Regions from separate parts of the Mus musculus genome. Here region 1 is linked to region 2. Evidence: chromatin contacts called from public promoter capture Hi-C data. All regions are on one chromosome and are shown on one strand. Each heading gives the region's core, a stretch centred on a gene start, on an enhancer-like site or on the middle of the called end of the contact. The rest is flanking DNA. Distances are from core to core; before and after follow the strand shown. Region 1 holds the start of Mtres1 (mitochondrial transcription rescue factor 1). Region 2 holds the start of Snx3 (sorting nexin 3).

Evidence for each region. Promoter capture Hi-C pulls out the DNA fragments that hold promoters and counts their contacts.
Region 1: a promoter capture Hi-C map of liver shows a contact between it and region 2, with 2.1 times the contacts expected there. The contact joins the promoter of Mtres1 here to the promoter of Snx3 in region 2. A contact is called at or near these places in 1 of 39 promoter capture datasets (liver) and 1 of 484 Hi-C or Micro-C datasets (CD4 T cells).

Annotation. Positions count from the first base shown.
Region 1 is chr10:43,539,022-43,543,993 of GRCm38.p6, forward strand. Mtres1 (mitochondrial transcription rescue factor 1) reads right to left here and starts at 1,997. Exons shown (of 4, transcript NM_026411.2): 1 at 1,919-1,997.
Region 2 is chr10:42,499,400-42,504,333 of GRCm38.p6, forward strand. Snx3 (sorting nexin 3) reads left to right here and starts at 2,655. Exons shown (of 4, transcript NM_017472.4): 1 at 2,655-3,093. The coding sequence starts at 2,932.

The sequences.
Region 1 (4,972 bases), core at 747-3,246, 1.0 Mb after region 2:
AATGAGAGCCTGTTTCACAGAATTAAGAAAGGTGCTACTGTAAACCCGGTCCAAAAGTCCATGGCTGGGAAGATCCTGGGGAACCTGTTGTTGGTTTGCTACACAAATATGGTGTCAAAGTGCCTTCTACATATACACCCAGAAGTTAGCTTTAAAAAGCTTCTCTTTGCAGTGGGCATCAGTTAAAGTATAAACTGATTAAAGTACGGGGACTTACGTGCTCAGCCCTAAATGAGACAGCTACACCACACCCTCACACACAAAACCCAAACTAAACAAAACCTGAACAGTGACAACCGTGTCTGTCTTACTTGGTCAGCTTCAGCCCCTGCCGCACTGACACTAGTCTTCATGGTCCTTACACACAAGCAGCTATCCTTAAAGAGTGTTTTCCATGGCTACAACTGATTTAGAGCTGGGGTGATTATAAAGGATAGAGATTTTTTTTTACTCATGCCTCTAGAGTCTGGGAAATTCAAGTCAACTGCCTCTAACCCTCTTCTCCCCTTAAACAAACTCCCCTTCCCTTCTGCCCTTTAGAAGCTGCCATTTGGTGAAAGGACTTCTTGCTGCATCACAAGGTGGAAGATAAGGATGGTGTAAGCATGCCAGAGAGAGCTTGTTTTCATAACAAAGCCACGTACTCCCTTAATACCCACTAATACCGACTGTCCATTCTTCAGAAAGAACCTTCATGGCCCTGCTCTTCCTAAAGGTACTGCACCAAATTCCTAACACATGAAACTAGGGGGACACATTCTGGACAAACTAGGGACCTTTGTTCCAGACAGGCCTAGAACACTCTCACTTAGGTATCTGCAAGGAAACTCACCTTCAAGTCTAGACTCAAACACATCCCCTCAGCGGGGCCTACCCATTCCATTCCAACTATTCCAACGCAACTCCACCTTGCCAATCGGTCCCCTTTACCACACTTACCCCACCCCCAGAGCTAATCACAGGCTGCTGTGTAATTTACCAGATGCTGTCTGCATGTGCATACACTCCACAAGACTAGACTTCTTCTTCATCCCTGTTTTATTTATCTCACGTGCACAGAAATAGTGCCTGGTAATTAAAAACTTGCAGAAGCTAGGAACGCTGTTGCAAGCCTATAATTCAAGCATCTGGGAAAGAGGCAGGAGCTCACGTGTTCAAGGACATCGTTCACTATAAAAGTAAGAAGCCAGTCACAACGAGGCCGCCTTAAAAAAGTCTTATAGACCTAAGTCTGGAGGTCACCCAGACGGCACGAGAGATACAGAGAGTTTTAGTAGGAAAGTAACCCGGCAGGAGTCCATATGAAAAAATCTCCTTGACGGCAGTTTGCATTAGAGATGACTAGGAAAGAAAGCCCGTAAGGTTCGTTTCGGGTGAGATTTCTATAAAGCTATAGACTCTATAACGAAGGCTAAGACTGGCAGAAGAGCAGTGTTTAGGATACACAGGCAAAGCTGTCCTTGACCTGCACTACGCTGGGAGTGGATCCACGTTCCTTAGCGTGTCACCGCTCTGTAAGACCCGGGCCTGGCCTCCAGTTGGTTGGGTCTACAGCTACGAAACCCTTCCCTTCTGCGGACGTCGGAAGCGGACTTCTACACAAGATCGAGTTCCCCTGGAGCCCTCCCATCCCGAACCTTCCCCAGGTCCCCCAAGGTCAAAGGAAACTGGACACTCCCACGCCGCCCAGCCCCGAGTCAGTGTGTCTGCAGCTTGCTGCACCCAAGTCCGGGGACGCACAGCCTGGGCCAGCTTAATTCCCACGGTCCCGGGGTTCGAGAGGCGTCCCTAGGCAACCCCAACTCTGCGGAACGGGAAGGGTTCGCAGACACGGCCGGAGCGCCGCAGGGCAGAAGCCAGCCGAGGGCGAAGCGCCCGGCGAGGGGCTGAGCCGGCGGGCCAGTAGGGGCGCACTCACCTGCGCAGTCCGCTGGTCCCTCCCCGGACCGCGCCGACCGCAGGCGGGAGCCACCTCCGCACCTGCCCCGCCTCTTCCGCCCCAGCCTACGCAGAGAGTGGACCCCTAGGCGCATCTGAGCACGGTGGTGGCCTCACAGCGTCCCCTGCTGGACGCGGCGCCTTGGAGGACCACGCTGTTGAGGTCGGGGTGTGGGGAAGTGAGGTGGGGGGGGGGGGGGGGGGGAGAGGGGACGTGGGAGGCCCATCCCAGGCCCGCTGAGCTTGGCAGCCAGTTCCAGAAGAATTTGGTTTGGAAGCAAAAGTTCTTTCTCTCGAATAGCCAAAGCCCTGAACTTCTTAGTGAGTTATAGATGTTGTCTCCAGAAAACTGTCTTAACATCACAGAATATAAGAGTTTACTTCTAACCCGTCCGTGTGTAGGTGTATCGCTGTAATCCCAACACTGGAGAGACCGAGGTAGGAAGAATGGGGGTTCAAGGTTTTCCTTGGGTACATGACTAGGAAGTTCGAGGCCAGGCTGAGCTACAAAGAAATAAATATAAATGGGAATAAATAAAATACCTCACATTGGGTGTGATCCTATCATTGGGGGAGTGGAGGCAGAAAGATCAAGTAAGTCACTTGACCTGTCTTTGGCTACATAACAAGCTTGAGACCAGCTTGGGTTACATGAAACCCTGTCTCAATATATCAACCCCTGACCCCCCACCCCCCAAAAAAAACTAAGTCACACCGTTTTCGTTCAGTTTTCTTGCCATGCCAGAAGTGATTGGACAGGGGTTAGAGTCTAGGAAAACACGGTTTAGTGGAACCAGTGAAAACAAACCTTGGGAGTCAGATGGAATATAGCCCAGACACTAGAGTACAGTCAGTTTCACAAAAGTTGTTTTTTTGTTTTGTTTTGTTTTGTTTGTTTGTTTTTAAAACGTAAATACTTTTACGTGTATGAGTGTCTTTGCCTGCATGTACCATGTGCCTCTATGCTGAAGGAGGCCAGAAGAGGGCATTGCATCTCCTGGGACTGGAGTTACAGATGGTTGCTAACCACCATGCAGATGCTGGGAATGGAATCTGGCTCATCTGGAAGAGCAGCCAGTGCCCTTCCCTCTGGAGCCCAGGTTTAGATATGTTTGCGTTAACGTTTGTTGGGATATATGCTGTATTAAACGAGAAGTAGCCTTCCTGATTTTCTTCTTTTTCAGACGTTTCCCTTCCAAGTCTGTGAGCTCTGTTCCCCGCCTTTTCATTGATGCTCCTTTCTCCTAAGTTGGCACAATAGTTTCTTGATTGTGTTTGTATAAGAGGAATGCACAACTACAAATTGTTTCAAATGCTGAAATGATACATCTACACGGTTGACATTGTGAGATCAGGAGGGATACACAGTTGCATTTACTTGTAGGTCAACACCTGCCATCATGTTTGACCTAGGGAACTCAGGTCTTTTAGTCTTGGCAGCGAAAGCCTTTATCCTTTGAGCCAGTTCACCACCCCTTGGGAAAAAATTTTTTAAAAAAATTAAAAAGATTGCAGGGTATGGTAGCCCATGTCTTTAGTTTTAGCATTTGTGAGGCAGAGGCAGGCAGATCTCTGTGGGTTTGAGACCAGCCAGGTCTAAAAAGCAAGTCTAGAACAGCTAGGGCTCCTTTCACAGAGAAACACTGTCTCAAAAAACAAAACAAAACAAAACAAAACAAAAAAACCAAACAACCAAACCAACCAAACAAAAAATGTTATTTCTGTGGGTGTCTGTGGGTGTGTAGGTCAGAGGACAGCTTGCCGGAGTCTGTCTACTATGTGGGGCCCAGGGATCAAAATTGCATTGCCAGGTCTGGTAGCAAGTGCGTTTACCCACTGAGCCATCTCACAGGGTGAAATCTTTTTAAGATGACATACAGAGGACCAGGAGAGATGGCTCAGTGGTTAAGAGCACTGGTTGCTCTTCCAGAGGATGTGGATTTGATTCCCAGCACACATATGGTGGCTTATACTATCTGTAGCTCCAGTTCCAGAGACCAATCCCTCTTTTGACATGTGAGAGCATCAGGCACACACACACACACAAGCAAAATTAATATTTGAATACACATTTATTTTCTTTATTAATTCTTCAGGTATTGTAGAAAAAACACTTGTTCATAATAATTAGTAATTCTGTAGAAAAGAAAAAATAGTTAATACAAAGGCCTTTATATGTGTAATTTAAAAAATATTTATTTGGGCAGGAGAGATGGTTCAGCAGTTAAGAGCACTGACTGCTCTTCCAGAGGTCCTGAGTTCAATTCCTAGCAACCACTTGGTGGCTCACAACCACCTGTAATGGGATTAATGCCCTCCTCTGGTTTGTCTGAAGAGAGTGACAGTGTACTCAGATACATAATATAAATAAATAAATCTAAAAAATATTTATTTTATGTCTATTCAAATATTATCTCATATAGCTTGACTGACCTTGAACTTGCTCTGTAGCTAAGGATACGCTTGGACTTCTTGTTTTCCTGCCTCCAGCTCTTGAGTTCTACTGTAGGCCAGTGCAATCACACTTGGCTTTTATTTAAAATATACATTAAAAAGAAAAAGCGGGAGGCAGAGGCAGGCGGATTTCTGAGTTTGAGGCCAGCCTGGTCTACAGAGTGAGTTCCAGGACAGCCAGGACTATACAGAGAAATCCTGTCTCAAAAAATCCAAAAAAAAAAAAAAAAGGCCTGGAGGTGTAGCTCAGTGGTAGAGTACTTGCACAGCGTATGTGTGCTCTGGAGTTACTGTAAAAATAAATAAATAGCAAATAAATTAAAAATAAAGCTGGACATGGTGACTCACTCATGCCTATAATTCTAGATCACTTGGGAGGTGAGGCAGTTGAGCCTCTGGGAGTTTGGGGCTAGCTTAGGCTACAGAGTGAGCCAGCCTGGACTACAAAAACCCTGTCTCTAAAAGCAAAACAGGATCAGACAGTGTGGTTCAGTTGGTAGAGTGCCTAGCATGTACAAGACTCTGATTTGAACCCCAGTCCTACATGAGCTAGATATTGCCGAGAGCTGCAAGCCTAAAG
Region 2 (4,934 bases), core at 1,405-3,904:
AATATGAATCTCAAGATGGTCTCCAATGAAGAGTTTCGTGCCTCAGTCTTCTGACTGCTAGGATTATAGGCACATATCTCCAAACCCAGCACCTATTATTTCTAGTCATGGTCTCGGGTGTCCAAGCTGGCTTTGAACTCTTGTTTCTCTTTCTTCCACTGAGTGCTAGGATCACAGCCATTTAATGTGGTGCTGGGATCGACCCCACGGCCCCATTGCACGATAGGCAGCCATTCTCCCAACCACACTGTATTCAGACCCTCTCTTTATTAATTTAACTCTTGAACTCAGTTTTTGAGAAAAAGTTCTCATGCAAATCTCTGAATTTGGTATGTACCCCAGGGTGTCCTTGAAGTCCACATGCTTTCCCACTGAGTTCTGAGATTTGGTTATTTTGGTCATTGTTATGAATCAGATTCATTGTTTTCTCTGTTTGTTTCTTTAAAACTTTTTCTGTTGCCATTATAACTAGGCATTTGTCTAGACAATACAAAATTACTGTTACTTTCACTTAGCCACTGTATTCTCTTTAATTCTAGATTATTCTCTCTCCCCTGTATGTATGTGCACTATGGTGTGTCTATGTGTGTCTATGTGTGTGTAGCAAGCATGGTGTGTGTAGGTGTGTGTCTATGTGTGTGCATGTGTGTATATGTGTGTGTTTATGTATGTGTGTCTGTGTCTATGTATGTGTCTATGTGTGTCTACGTGTGTATGTGTGTATATGTGTGTGTCTATATATGTGTGTCTGTCTATGTCTGTGTGTGTATGTGTGTGTCTATGTCTGTGTGTGTATGTGTGTGTCTATGTCTGTGTGTGTATGTGTGTGTCTATGTCTGTATGTGTGTATGTGTGTGTGAATGTGTGTGTCTATGTATGTATATGTGTGTGTATGTGTCTATGTGTGTATGTGTGTGTGTGTGGGAGGGCACTCAAGCATGTTGTGTGTAAGCCAGCATCCATGTACTCTTTCATTACTCTTAGTTGTTTCTCTGAAGTATCAAGTCTCTCTGAGCCTGGAGCTCCTTGTTTTGTAGTTCTCTACCCCAACTCACCCCACCCCAACCCAGGCTAAGAGTTTTCAAAACCTGAGTGACTCCCCTATCTCCTCACCCCACCCCACCCCACCCCACCTCACCCCCACAGTGTTGTAGTTACTGGTACTGCAAGTCTTGTTGTTGCATGAATTTGGGGGTCCAAACTCAGGTCCTCGTACTTGCACGACAAGCACTGTTAATCAGTAGCCCGTATCTCCAACTCTTTTCAGATCTGTATTCTCCTGTACTCTGGAAATAAACTAACTTTGGAACTTGCTAGCTTTATGGTTGTGCTACACTGCTGTTTTTGTAGGCTGACTTGAAGGGACTCTAAGGTCACGTGACGCTGCCTAGGCCACGTAATGGCTTTGTTCAGGTATTGGGTTGACAACCGGATGCACTAGCTCCTGGTATCCTGGTTCTTGGCACTCCCCTATCTTCCTGTCTCCCTTCAGCTTCCTGAGTCTTTCCCTGGTCCTTTTTTCCATTTTGTATAAAGGCTTCTCTAAGTAGCATTCCAAGTACAATTTGAGATTTACCGCTTAAAAACAAAACACATTTACCAGGATTTGTGGGAAACAAGAGTGGCCGCTTACCCAGACAGGGTTCCCGGCCTTCATCTTGTCTTTCTTATTTTGCTTTCTTATTTCAGGGGCCAGACCAGTCTTTAGGCACTGTTTGACCTTAGTTTGAGCTTATCAGGTTTAAAAAATTCCACTCCCTTATTTACTGCTTCGAATCTATCAGTGTAGAACAGGGTGACCTTGAAACTTCTGAGTCTCAGCCTTCTGAGTGCTGGCATTACATTATGCCGGGATTAATGTCCTTCTTGGGGACTGGACCCAGGACTTTATGAATCCTAGGCAATCAATCTACCAACTGAGTTACATCATCATTTTTTGTTTGTTTTTTGAGGGCTACTGTGTAGCCCTGGCTGTCAACTCACTCTGTAGACCAGTGGCCTAGAACTCAGAAATCCCGCCTGCCTCTGCCTCCACCACGCCTGGCTAAAAAGCCTTTTGTTTTGTTTTGGTTTTGTTTTGTGTTTTTTTCAAGACAGGGTTTCTCTGTATAGCCCTGGCTGTCCTGGAACTCACTTTGTAGACCAGGCTGGCCTCGAACTCAGAAACCCGCCTGCCTCTGCCTCCCAAGTGCTGGGATTAAAGGCCTGCGCCACCACCGCCCGGCTCTCCCTTGGTTTTTAAAGATAAGGTCTCATGTAGCCCAGGCTGGCCTCGAGCTCCTGATTCTCCGCTCTCCATTTGCCAAAGGTCAGGATTACAGATGTGTACTGATTCATTTGAGACGTTTATTAAAGGTTTCTAGAAATGAATTTCCAGGGATCACAGTGATGCACTGGATTGGCTGTCTTACAGCATAGGCAGTTTTGTCTCCTCCCTGCCGTCCCAACGACTGCCTTCACTGCGCCAGAACAGCTAAAATCGTTTCCGGAGTCCCTCCCCGCAGAGAAGCTGGGTCAGAAAAGCCGGAAACCCACACCTCCTCCCCAGAGCTCCCCTACTACGCCTGCGCGTCACTCGGCGGCGGCGCGCTCGCCCGAGGCATTGTGGTTATTGTAGTCTCCCCATATCCTTGGCGCCCACAGTCCCGTGACGCCGCCGCGCCTCAGCCCCACCCCGCAGTGTCCCTCGGGGCCGCCGCGGGGCCTGCGAACCGGGCGCGGCGTTCAGGCCAGTCAGCTGTTTCTCCCTGGGCAGAGGGCGGAAGCCCGAGCAGCCTGGGGCGGAGCTTCGCGCGGAACGAACGCCCACCCGTCCTACGTGCTCGTTCGTCTCCGTTCGCTGCGCGCGAGCCGGGAGTCCCCGCGGCGGGCGGCGGTGGCGTTGGCGGAAGGCGGTGGAGAGAAGCCCGCGGCTGCCGCGGCGACAGCGAAATGGCGGAGACGGTAGCGGACACCCGGCGGCTCATCACCAAGCCGCAGAATCTGAATGACGCCTACGGGCCGCCCAGCAACTTCCTCGAGATCGACGTGAGCAACCCGCAGACCGTGGGGGTCGGCCGGGGCCGCTTCACCACCTACGAGATCAGGGTCAAGGTGAGGCGTCCGCCCCTCTCCCGCATCCCTCGCTCCGGGGCCGCCAAGTCCCGCCGGACCCCGGCGCGGGGCCTTGAGGTCTCAGCGGCCGCCCAGGCCAGACGCCCCTGCGAGGCAGCTTGTCTGCGGGCGGAGGCGTGAGCCAGGGTTTCGCTCGCTCTCCGTGGACAGTTTGTATGGGGACCAGCTCGCTGGCTCCGGTAGAAGGTGCTGGAAGACGAGGGCGTGGGTTGAGCTCTGCTAGCCGAGATCTCAGGCAGCTGATCTGGGCTTGACATTTGAGTTGAAGAGGTAGATCTTTCGAGAACACTGTTCTCCGAAAAGAGAGCTAGGTGTGACTGAGGAAGAAAGGGGGAGGGGGGCGTGTGTGCGCAAAGTTGAAGCCCTCTCTCCCTCCCTGTCTCTTTTTTTTTTTTTTCCTGGACGCTTACCAAGACGTAGTGAAGCCAAGCTTAGCTGCTCTTTCCAGGCCTGTCTCAAGCTACAGTAAGAGTATCCTGGGCCGTACACGTCTGTGAGCAGAACTTGATGGCGAGTTCACGGGAGCGCGTCAGATTTTTGTGGTAGGGCTCAACCAAGCGGTTAGCAGCGATGAGAAATGGTTGACCTTAGCATGCTTGGCTGTCCTGCTGAAGGCCTAGGTGTGTGGAATGTCATCTTCCTCAGTGTCCAAAAAAGCAACTGCCCGGGACTAGGGAACCCTACTCATCTAAGTGTCTGGCTTTAGCTTTTTCACTTCAACTGAAAAAAGGAATAGGGTGAAGTAGAAACGTACTCTTAGAATCCCATAACTAATGGGGTTTTGGCAGTAAGTAATTTAGATGATTCGAGGGACACTAAATGAAAGTACTGCTTTTTTTACTCTGTAGAGCAGGATGGAAGGGTTTTTCCACATTTGAAAAAAAAACTTATTAAATTAATTCATTGCTAAAAATTAAATATTAAATAGTAACCATGAGAATTTTGGCCTTAGAGGACTCATGATCATTGTTAACATTAGCCTTTTTTTTTTTTTTTCGAGACAGGGTTTCTCTGTATAGCCCTGGCTGTCCTGGAACTCACTCTGTAGACCAGGCTGGCCTCGAACTCAGAAATCCGCCTGCCTCTGCCTCCCGAGTGCTGGGATTAAAGGCATGCGCCACCACGCCCAGCTTAACATTAGCTTTTATGTGAAGGAATTTCTTATTAAAGTAAGCACTTTTTGTGTGGTAAACAGAATTTGCCATCCTAGTCATTTTTAAGTTGTACGGCCCAGGAGTGCTGTATATATTTAGCTTGTGAAACTTACACACTTTTAAAGAATGGTTGAACTAATCAAACTTTTTTCCCCTATGAGATAGAATCTCATATGTAGGCTCCTGACTGGCCTTGAATTTACTATGTAGACCAGGCTGGCCCCAACTGCTGGAATTAAAAGTTGTGTGTCTCTCTGTCTTTGGATCATCAAACTTTTGAGATATTAAGCTTAAATGGCCTGGTTTTTCAGGCTACTCATTGAACTGTATAGATGTGTAAAACATGAGCCAAATTAGTATCTTGTTTTCTGAAGATTGCAAAATTCAGGCTTCCGTGGACCTAGGGAAATAAATTCTTACCCAAGCCTGTTTTAAAGGGGGATAATTTTCGGTGCTAGGGTGACAGCTCAGTGCTCAAGAACACTTAATTGATTTGGATTTGAGTTCAGTTCCCTGCACCCACATAACGTGGCTCACACACCTCTCACTGCAGGTTCAGGAGTTCCAATGCCCTCTTCTGGTCCCTTTGAGCACCTTCAGACACGTGGCACATAGACATTCATACTTTAAAAAAAAAAAAAACCTAATAAAATTTTTAAAAGGTGA